3 separate regions of the Mus musculus genome follow, and regions 1 and 3 are each linked to region 2. Evidence: chromatin contacts called from public HiChIP or PLAC-seq and promoter capture Hi-C data. All regions are on one chromosome and are shown on one strand. Each heading gives the region's core, a stretch centred on a gene start, on an enhancer-like site or on the middle of the called end of the contact. The rest is flanking DNA. Distances are from core to core; before and after follow the strand shown. Region 1 has its middle 64 kb from the start of Bace2. Region 2 overlaps Dscam (DS cell adhesion molecule). Region 3 holds the start of Bace2 (beta-site APP-cleaving enzyme 2).

Evidence for each region. Promoter capture Hi-C pulls out the DNA fragments that hold promoters and counts their contacts. HiChIP or PLAC-seq counts read pairs in DNA pulled down with a chosen protein or histone mark.
Region 1: a contact with region 2 is called in an H3K27ac HiChIP or PLAC-seq map of oligodendrocyte precursor cells, with 12 times the contacts expected there. The contact joins two enhancer-like sites. A contact is called at or near these places in 1 of 484 Hi-C or Micro-C datasets (cortical neurons), 9 of 115 datasets of contacts at active chromatin or transcription factors (VIP interneurons, differentiating embryonic stem cells, embryonic basal ganglia and 6 more) and 1 of 9 other capture datasets (embryonic stem cells).
Region 3: a contact with region 2 is called in a promoter capture Hi-C map of neural stem cells. The contact joins the promoter of Bace2 here to the enhancer-like site in region 2. A contact is called at or near these places in 6 of 39 promoter capture datasets (the 3T3-L1 cell line, the C10 cell line, cranial neural crest and 2 more) and 1 of 115 datasets of contacts at active chromatin or transcription factors (embryonic stem cells).

The regions. Positions count from the first base shown.
Region 1 is chr16:97,291,427-97,294,126 of GRCm38.p6, forward strand. No RefSeq gene overlaps it. Among named protein-coding and RNA genes, the nearest start is that of Bace2, 64 kb to the right of the region's middle. Within about 2 kb of position 1,270, at least 60 of the 459 cell types and tissues checked have an H3K27ac peak or open chromatin away from gene starts, as enhancers often do. A contact at or near this core is called in VIP interneurons, neural progenitor cells, neural stem cells and 1 more, where this site is marked.
Region 2 is chr16:96,755,966-96,758,733 of GRCm38.p6, forward strand. All of the region lies in intron 11 of Dscam (DS cell adhesion molecule), which reads right to left. The region is part of intron 2 of Gm32509 (a long non-coding RNA gene); the gene reads left to right. Among named protein-coding and RNA genes, the nearest start is that of Gm32509, 38 kb to the left of the region's middle. Within about 2 kb of position 1,311, at least 30 of the 459 cell types and tissues checked have an H3K27ac peak or open chromatin away from gene starts, as enhancers often do. A contact at or near this core is called in VIP interneurons, embryonic stem cells, neural progenitor cells and 2 more, where this site is marked.
Region 3 is chr16:97,355,341-97,358,040 of GRCm38.p6, forward strand. Bace2 (beta-site APP-cleaving enzyme 2) reads left to right here and starts at 1,388. Exons shown (of 9, transcript NM_019517.5): 1 at 1,388-1,761. The coding sequence starts at 1,462.

The DNA.
Region 1 (2,700 bases), core at 20-2,519, 540 kb after region 2:
CAAAGTGGCTATGAAGGAAAAATGTGGGCAGAAGGACCTGACACACTGCCTCCTAAAGTTCATTAGTGCACCCACTGTGAGACTCATTGTGGAAGTTCCCCGGAAAACTAAAAATAATAGAATACCATATGGTCCAGTCAGAATACTTCTGAAGATGTATGCATGTCATAGATATGCGTGCATGCATGTTTATTGCTGCACTGTTCATAAAAGCCATGTGATGGAATTATCTCAGTTAAAGTCAGTGGGTAAACAAAGAAAATATGGGATATAGATGGTGGAGTACTATTCAGCTATCAAAAATAATTAAATCTTGTTATCCATAGGAAAAGCATGGATGGAACCAAAGTAGCTCATCACAGGCAAGATAAGCCAAACATAAGGAGACAAGAATCCATGCTTTCCCTCTCATACAGGAGGGCTCCTAAGAACTGTTATGAGTGAAGGGTGGAGAGAGAAAGAGAGAGAGAGAGAGAGAGAGAGAGAGGAGGGTGAGGGAGGGAGACAGGTAGATATGATCAATGAGTAGTGAGTAGTATGTGCACATATGGAAATGCTACCATGAAAATGGTTAGTGTGTACAATTTAATGTAAGTTTTGTATGTATGTGCCTGGGTTTGACAGCGGGGTGGAGGACACATGTGCTCTTTCCTGTGGAGACCAGAGGCCAGCCTCAGGTGTATCCATCCTGTTTTTTGAAACAAGGTCTCTCACTGGCTGGTGAGCCTCAAGGATCGTCCGCTGTGCAAGTTGGAACTCCAAAAACAGGCTGCCACACCCTCAGACTCGGGTGTTCATGCTTATGCACCTAGCACTTACTGCCTGAGCTGTCTCTCTGGATCTAAAATAGGGAATTGAATATGTAAAATCTTAAATATATATAGAAGAGAGATTAAACCCTTATAATTGCATGTCGTATGTTTTTCCTCTCTGGGACTTTGGGGCTTGAGTTACAAAAACACCATCCAGAACTATTCCGTGGAAGGAACCAGTCTCCCTGAGAGTCTACCTTTAAAGGAACACAATCCTGACTCTTTCTCAAGGTCTGCACAGCCTGCATTACTGAGCCCTCTGTGAGCAACTGTCTAGCAACAGGTATTCAAGCACTCTGCCCAGTGAAGGGCCTGTCTGTGCTGGAGGAGAGACAGACAGTTGAACCACACTGGTTCCTTCCTCCCGAGTGTCAGCCACTATGCAAGAAGCTCAATGTCCCCACAGCACCACAGCCTTTGGCCCAAGCTCTCCGGAGTCCAGCTCCGTCTGCTCCCAGAGCTCAGCTGCCTTATTGCCTGCCTTTCTGTTGCTTAGTAACAAGATCACCTAATTATTCTCCTAAGAGGTCAAAGAAATGCCAGCAACCCATTCCTAGACCAGGAAGTCAAATGGCATAGCCTTTAATTTGCATAAAGAAGGCTCTTTTTAGTCAGAGGTAGGAGGGAAGGGGGGGGGGGCGGGTCTGAAATCCAGCCTGCGTTTGCTAACATCAAATCCGGACAGCCTGGCCTCGCAAGGAAGGGTGGCGGCAGCGGGTGGGTGGGTCGGAAGCAGCTGCAGTAGAGTCCTGATCTTTTTAATTCATTGGAGACAAGAAGTAGCGCCAGGAGAAAGGAGAACCCCTTTTTCATGTTAGATGGCGACTTGTTGCTACTGAGGTTTCCTAAGGCACTGGGGACTTTTGTTTTTTGATTTAGTGGTGGGAGACTTGTATTGAGAGCTGCGGTTTGTTTTCTTAGCTAACTCGTCTTTGTCTGTCTAGGGTCCACGTTTGTCAGGTTTTTGTTTTCTGAACACTGCCCCTCTTAGTGATGGGGTACCTTACTAACCCTTGTGTCTGCAAGGGACCCTGAATACCTTCAAAATGCCTTCCAGGTGACAATGTCCCCAAGTACTGGCTCAGAACCAGAGCTGCACAGTCTGGGAGGGGAGGAAGAATTGGAATTCATGGGAAAATAACATTATGCTATTGGACAGCTGTATAGCTTCGAGGCTGGCTATGTGAAGCCAGCTTTTGTCTTCAGAGATGCCTGGCCCCCAGCCCTAGGTTTCTCTTCATCTCTGAGTAGCTCTGCAAGGGTTGGTCCTCTACTGCCCTCTGCTGGCTCTGAGGGGTGTTGACCTCGGAGAATTTTCCAGCTGAGGGTTGAGTTGATTTTAAACCTTTAGAGACACTCCACCCAGACTTGCGTTTATTGAGCGTTAACTGTGACCTCAAAATGCACCCACAGAGTGACAGAGCACAGGATATAATGCACTATAAAGTCAAATCTCTCTCTCTCTCTCTCTCTCTCTCTCTCACGATAAAGACAGCACAATGCAGTTTGTTTAACTCCAATGAACTGTATAGCTAGATACTTATGATCTGGGTCCATTAAAACATGGAGAAAAAATCTGGTAAATAACAGCAAGTGACACAAGACACCTTGAGTTCCCTTGAACCTCGATGAACAGTTCTCTGCAGACTTGGGTCCCTGAGGGGGTCACTTTGATACCAGTGTGTGTGTGTGTGTGTGTGTGTGTGTGTGTGTGGGTGTGCTAAGGCATAAAGGAGGGTGTTTGATCTGACCAAACCTCAGTGGTCACAGGCCAAGACTATAGTCCCTCTGGTCATCTGTCCGTCTCCCTGCTGTTCCCAGAATGGAAGAAACATTTGAGGGCCAGTCCCATTATTATTATTATTATTATTATTATTATTATTATTAT
Region 2 (2,768 bases), core at 61-2,560:
TGAATAACAGATACCCTGCCTCATACAAGGTAGGATGTGTGGGATAACACCTGAGGCCACCCTCTGACCCCTACAAGTCATTGTGGGACATATTCATTTGCATTCATGAATGCACCTGCTCATGAAAGTGCATGCACACATATACACGTGTACACATACGTGCACACAGTGGGGAAGTTAAGTCTTCAAGGAAGGAATCAAGCTTGGGTCCCTAGCTTTGGTTTGTTTTATACACAGATACACATGCACGCATGCAGATATGTTCTGTCATGCATATATGTGTGCAAATATGGCCTTTCTTTTTTTATAGTGATGAGGAAGGAAGGGGGGATGGAACTGACTTCTTTATTATTTTCCTTATGTGTATCAAAAATGGATGAAGGGTAAGTATGATTAAAACATATATGAAATCTCAAAAAAAAAAAAAAACCAACAAAAAACAAACAAACCACTGAACAGTCTGTTCTGGTTGCAAAATAGGATGAGACTGGCGTCTCTCCTGAGGTTTACTTCATGTGGCAGCTACAAGCAGCAGATGCAGACAGACACAAAGTGCAAACATGGGGCTGTCCCTTGAAAATTATAAGGAAATGATAAGATAGTGCTGTGTGTAGAGCCAGCATGGGTAGTTTCTGAGCACTGGGCTCTCAGATGAGCACAGGTCACCAAGCCCTGCCTTGACTGCAACATAGCAACCATTCAAGATTCTAGACTAGCCTGTGATTTTACATCTTGTTTCTGTATTCTCTCCCAAGGCCTCTAAAGGGCTGGGGCTCTGAACAGAGAGAAAAGGGGGACACAAAGCAAGAAAGGACTCCCTTAGGATATCCTTTATTACTTCCTACCATAATTTCCCTATCAAGTCCTAGATACAGTGACACACACTGGTAGCATTGTGGCAGCGGTGGGTGGGGTGGGGGGCTCTGGAAGGTCTACCTTGCATTTCCATCTGGATATTCATTTCATCTCCCAAACCCCAGAAAGCTCAGCTAAAGGGAAACAGATGATGAATGTTACTGAGGCCCAATGATTTTAGATAACACAAAGGAGACCCTTCCTAACCTGCTAAACTGCGGTGAGCCTGGCCACTTTCTTACTGTGGCTACGATCGTCTTTATCACCCATGCTCCAGTCCAGGTCTTATTAAAATTCACAATTGCACCACAGTGGACGATTCTCCTTCTCCTCATTAAGTTGCTGCGCCTCCTTTGCAGTTTATTTGTTATGACACAGATCTAAGAGGCCTCAGAGAGGGATTCCAGAGGAGTGGGGGGAGGGAGGGAGTGGGTGTTGAGAGAATGCAAGCTGCTTAAAGCATCCGAGCCCCACACTGACCAGAAGCAGCCTAGCATCTCTGCTTAGAAATCCCTGAGCACCTGTGGTGAGAGCCATGCACAGCTGGAGATGAGCACGAGGAGGCTGCAAACAAGTCACAGACCTGGTTCTGTCCTGAAGTCAGAGCCATGGTGCACAGAAGCAGCACTTATAAAAAGTGAGATACCAGAGGGGGGGGGCAAATAGAACACAGTACAAACATGGACAATATTGCTGAAGTCCAAAGAGAATTAATTTAAAATAAGTAAGCGAGCTCAGCCTCGCTGTAATTGCTTGCAGAAGGGTTGGATTCTGCCCTGGCAATTTTTCTGCTCCTCACTGTTGTTTGGCATCAGGAGAACTGATCAGGCATTAGGAGTACAAGAGATTTAAGTGGTGGTGAGAATTCTGCCCGGCAGGCACCCCCCACTATCATTCCTGTCCCTGTCTGTGTCCAAAGGCACCGTGCTGCTCCTGCAGTGGCTCAGCTGCCAGAATTTCCCTACAGCTGTGAGGGAGGCTCAGCAGAGGATTACTCCCCCGAGACGGGAGACTGTCAGTGACTTTTATCTGCTTCTTGGGATGAAGATACAAAGTGCAAGTCCTGGAACCGAGGCTACATGGATGGGTTGAAGCCATGGATGTTACCGAAACCCTAAAGTGGAAGGACTTCTTCGTTCCTAAGGAGAGCAAGCTTTGTATTGGGGAGCATTATCATGCTATTAGGATATGACCTCACTCCCCCACTGAGAGCAGAGGCGCTCCTGGGTTTCCTGGGCAGTTAGCCTGAGGCTTCTGTAACCCAGCTACACAGTTCTCTGTGACTACAATTCTGTCCACCAGGCGATGCTTCACCTGCACTTCTTCATCTGTCCTTGCCCTTTTCCTGCACAACCCTCCCCCCACCTGTACCTCCCCCCACCTGCACCTCCCCCACCTACATCTCCTCCCACCTGTACCTCCCCCCACCTGCACCTCCCCCACCTACATCTCCTCCCACTTGCACCTCCCCCACCTGTACCTCCCCCCCCTGCACCTCCCCCCACCTGCATTTTCTCCTGCCTGCACCCATTCCATTCAATTTCTCCCTACCCTCCCTCTAGAGTAATAGATGTACATGGGGTGGGACAAGGGCTTGTGCAGATATTTCAGTTACCAGCATCTTTTCTCTCTTGCTTTTAGAGTTGCTGCTGGCAGTGAGGGCAGCTGGAGTGCACCGGCTTAACCTTGCCTTTGCCTTGATCTCAGGTATTACCAAATGAGGAAGCATCCACACTAGACTCCTCAGACTGGTGAAAGGCAGACTGCTGTTTCTCCCCTTTCTGCAGGGGCAGGGCAAAGAGGCTTCTATGCTGCCTTGCGGAGAGGGAGGGATGGGGGTGGTTGGTAAAGAGCAACCCTAGTGTTCTGGTGAGCTCTAGGCTCTTGTTGCCTAGTGTCCTCAGAAAGTGTCC
Region 3 (2,700 bases), core at 138-2,637, 600 kb after region 2:
TTCCTTACAATCTTGAATTTAAATGTGAATATATGAATGTAAGAGCTCGCGATAACTATGCAGATTTATGGGCAATAACAATTTAGGTTCTATCCTGGAATTCAATCAGGCCTGCCTTCGTGTGACTGGGGATTCCTTGAAGCTTGGATAGAGTTAAGAGGGGGGAAAAGTGCAACCTGTAACCAAAACCATTTAGAAAGTAGAACAGCTGAAGATCTGGGACAGAAAGGTCCCTGGTAGAGCAAGAAAGGATTCTGACATTGGAAAGGAGGGAACAAGCATGGACACTTGTATCTGGAAGTTCCGGTTAAGGATTAGGGACGCTTGATTTCTACTTTCCATTGTTTGAAGATGGTCTTGTTTGTTTTTTTTAAAAAAAAAAAAAGCCAACATAATTCAGCTGGAGGAGACACAAAGATTTCTCCTATTCCTTGATTCAGCAAAAAATCGATGAGTTTAGCTGCTGTAATTGTCCCCCCTGCGTTCAGTACCTGAAATAAAATAGCCCTCTGAATGCATTTCTGCGGCTTCGGTGTCTGGCTAAACAAGTATTAATTAGATAATCTGCGGAGAGCTGGTGGGAGGATGAAAGAGGGGGAAGGCTGGATGGCAGCCTCATTTGGGACCCTGATAGTAATTCACTATCTTGGTGGACTGACTGAATCCCTGGGAGATTGAGCTCAGCTCCTAGCGGAATTGGATCTGCATTAAGGACAAGAGGAAAGCCAGGAAGACCAGGCCCAAATCTACCTCCTCAAGCTGTGGTTTTGGGTTCAGGGGAGGGTAAGCAGGAAGGAGCAATAACCCAGATCCCTTCTCAGAAATTCAAAATCTGCTCACCTGCTTCCCCTATCCCTGGGGCTCTCAGCGCCCCCAGCCTCCATTCATACTTCAAATCCTTTCTCAGAGAACCAGCTAACTCCTAAGGAGCTGGAAGGGGAGAACCACGCGTGGGAGAAGCTCCGAGAGGCAGCCAGACCCTGTTGGAGTGCGCTTGGCAAGCGGAGAGGTGCACTCTTTCACAGTTGCCTGCCCCGCGCTCTGAGCCTTAAGTCCTAAGGGCACTTCTGCCTCTGCAGGGACAGTGGACCCCCGGGGGTTCCTTGAGCGCAGGACCAGAAAGCCAGTTTGCGCTTTAGCTGCCCCTTTAAGGGTTCCCGAAACTTTCCAGCAGCTCTAAGCTGAGCCTCGTCATATCCGTTAGCCGTGGCCTCCCGGGCACGTTCCGGGGAAATTTTGCACTCCAGTTTCCCGGGGAAGAGGCGCGACCCGCGCCCATCCTTGACCTTGGCCACGGAGGAGGGGCAGGGCCTGCGGGGAGGCGGCCGCCAGAGGGGGCAGCGACTGAGAACTTGTTCAACTCTGCACCGCCTTCTCCAGCCTCCTCCCTGTCCGCCCCGCCCCGGCCGGCTAAGGACCGCAGAACCGCGCTCGCAGACTCGCCGAGCCCCCGCTGCGGGGATGGGCGCGCTGCTTCGAGCACTCTTGCTCCCGGTGCTGGCGCAGTGGCTCTTGAGTGCGGTCCCCGCGCTGGCCCCCGCGCCCTTCACGCTGCCCCTCCAAGTGGCCCGGGCCACGAACCACAGAGCCTCGGCTGTTCCCGGACTCGGGACCCCCGAGTTGCCCCGGGCCGATGGTCTGGCCCTCGCACTGGAGCCTGTCAGGGCTACTGCCAACTTCTTGGCTATGGTGGACAACCTTCAGGGGGACTCTGGCCGCGGCTACTACCTAGAGATGCTGATCGGGACCCCTCCGCAGAAGGTAGGGTTGGGGGCGGTAGTTTCTGTGAATTGACTCCACGCGATTTAATGCCGTCCCTAAGGCAGTAGCTTTCACTGGGAAGAAGGGTCAGGGAGATGCATGGGTTGGGTGAGGAGTGGAGGCGCGCGCTAGGGACGCACCAGGGAGCGCAGCCTCTGCCGGAGCACAGCTCAGGGGGTGTGAGCAAATGTTTCAGAACTTGGTGGCCCTCCCCCACCCCGTGGAGCTTGACAGCTGAAGGAACCTGTAACATGCTTCGGGCCCAGGAGCGACGCCTCCTTCCAGCAAGAGCGGTACCTACTGAGTGGGTGGTGGGTGGGGTCTTGGAAAAAGGTGCTGTTAGGTGCAGGGAAATCACTGGAGTTGATACCATCTCTATGCTGTCTCATTGCTAAAAAGACTCTTGGACAGCATCCAAGGCGCAGTACCCTTTAAAAGAGATTTCTCCATGAGCTCAGCTAAAAGACACCCGGTTCCAAAGTGTCTCTTTGCAGGGCAGAGCCAGCCGTCTTCCTTCCTCGGAGTTTGTTTGCTGGCTTCCTCATAGCTGTCCGGCTGCCCAGCCTCTGGGAGCCGTGCACCCGCCAAGGCATGCATCCTGCGGGGGTTGGAGAATGTGAATGCCATTAGCTGCTGGGGAACACCAAGCGCGTAGCGAGTCAAAGATAAAACAAACGCAGTCCAAACAGCTTTCTTCCCCGCCTTGTGCCGATGTTCATTTAACACTTCGAGTGACAGGGAACACCGGCTCCCAAGCACGGAATCTGGCAAGGGAAACAAAAGCCTCACAGAAGTGATCCGACCCTCTCCAATTCGAATTCAAGTTGTCTCATAAGTTGAACGCACCGTATGAAGACACTTTATTTTTAACATCGTCGTTGGGGGTTGTCATGCTGATGTGATTACCCATAAATAGAACATGCTCATGACTTTTGTATA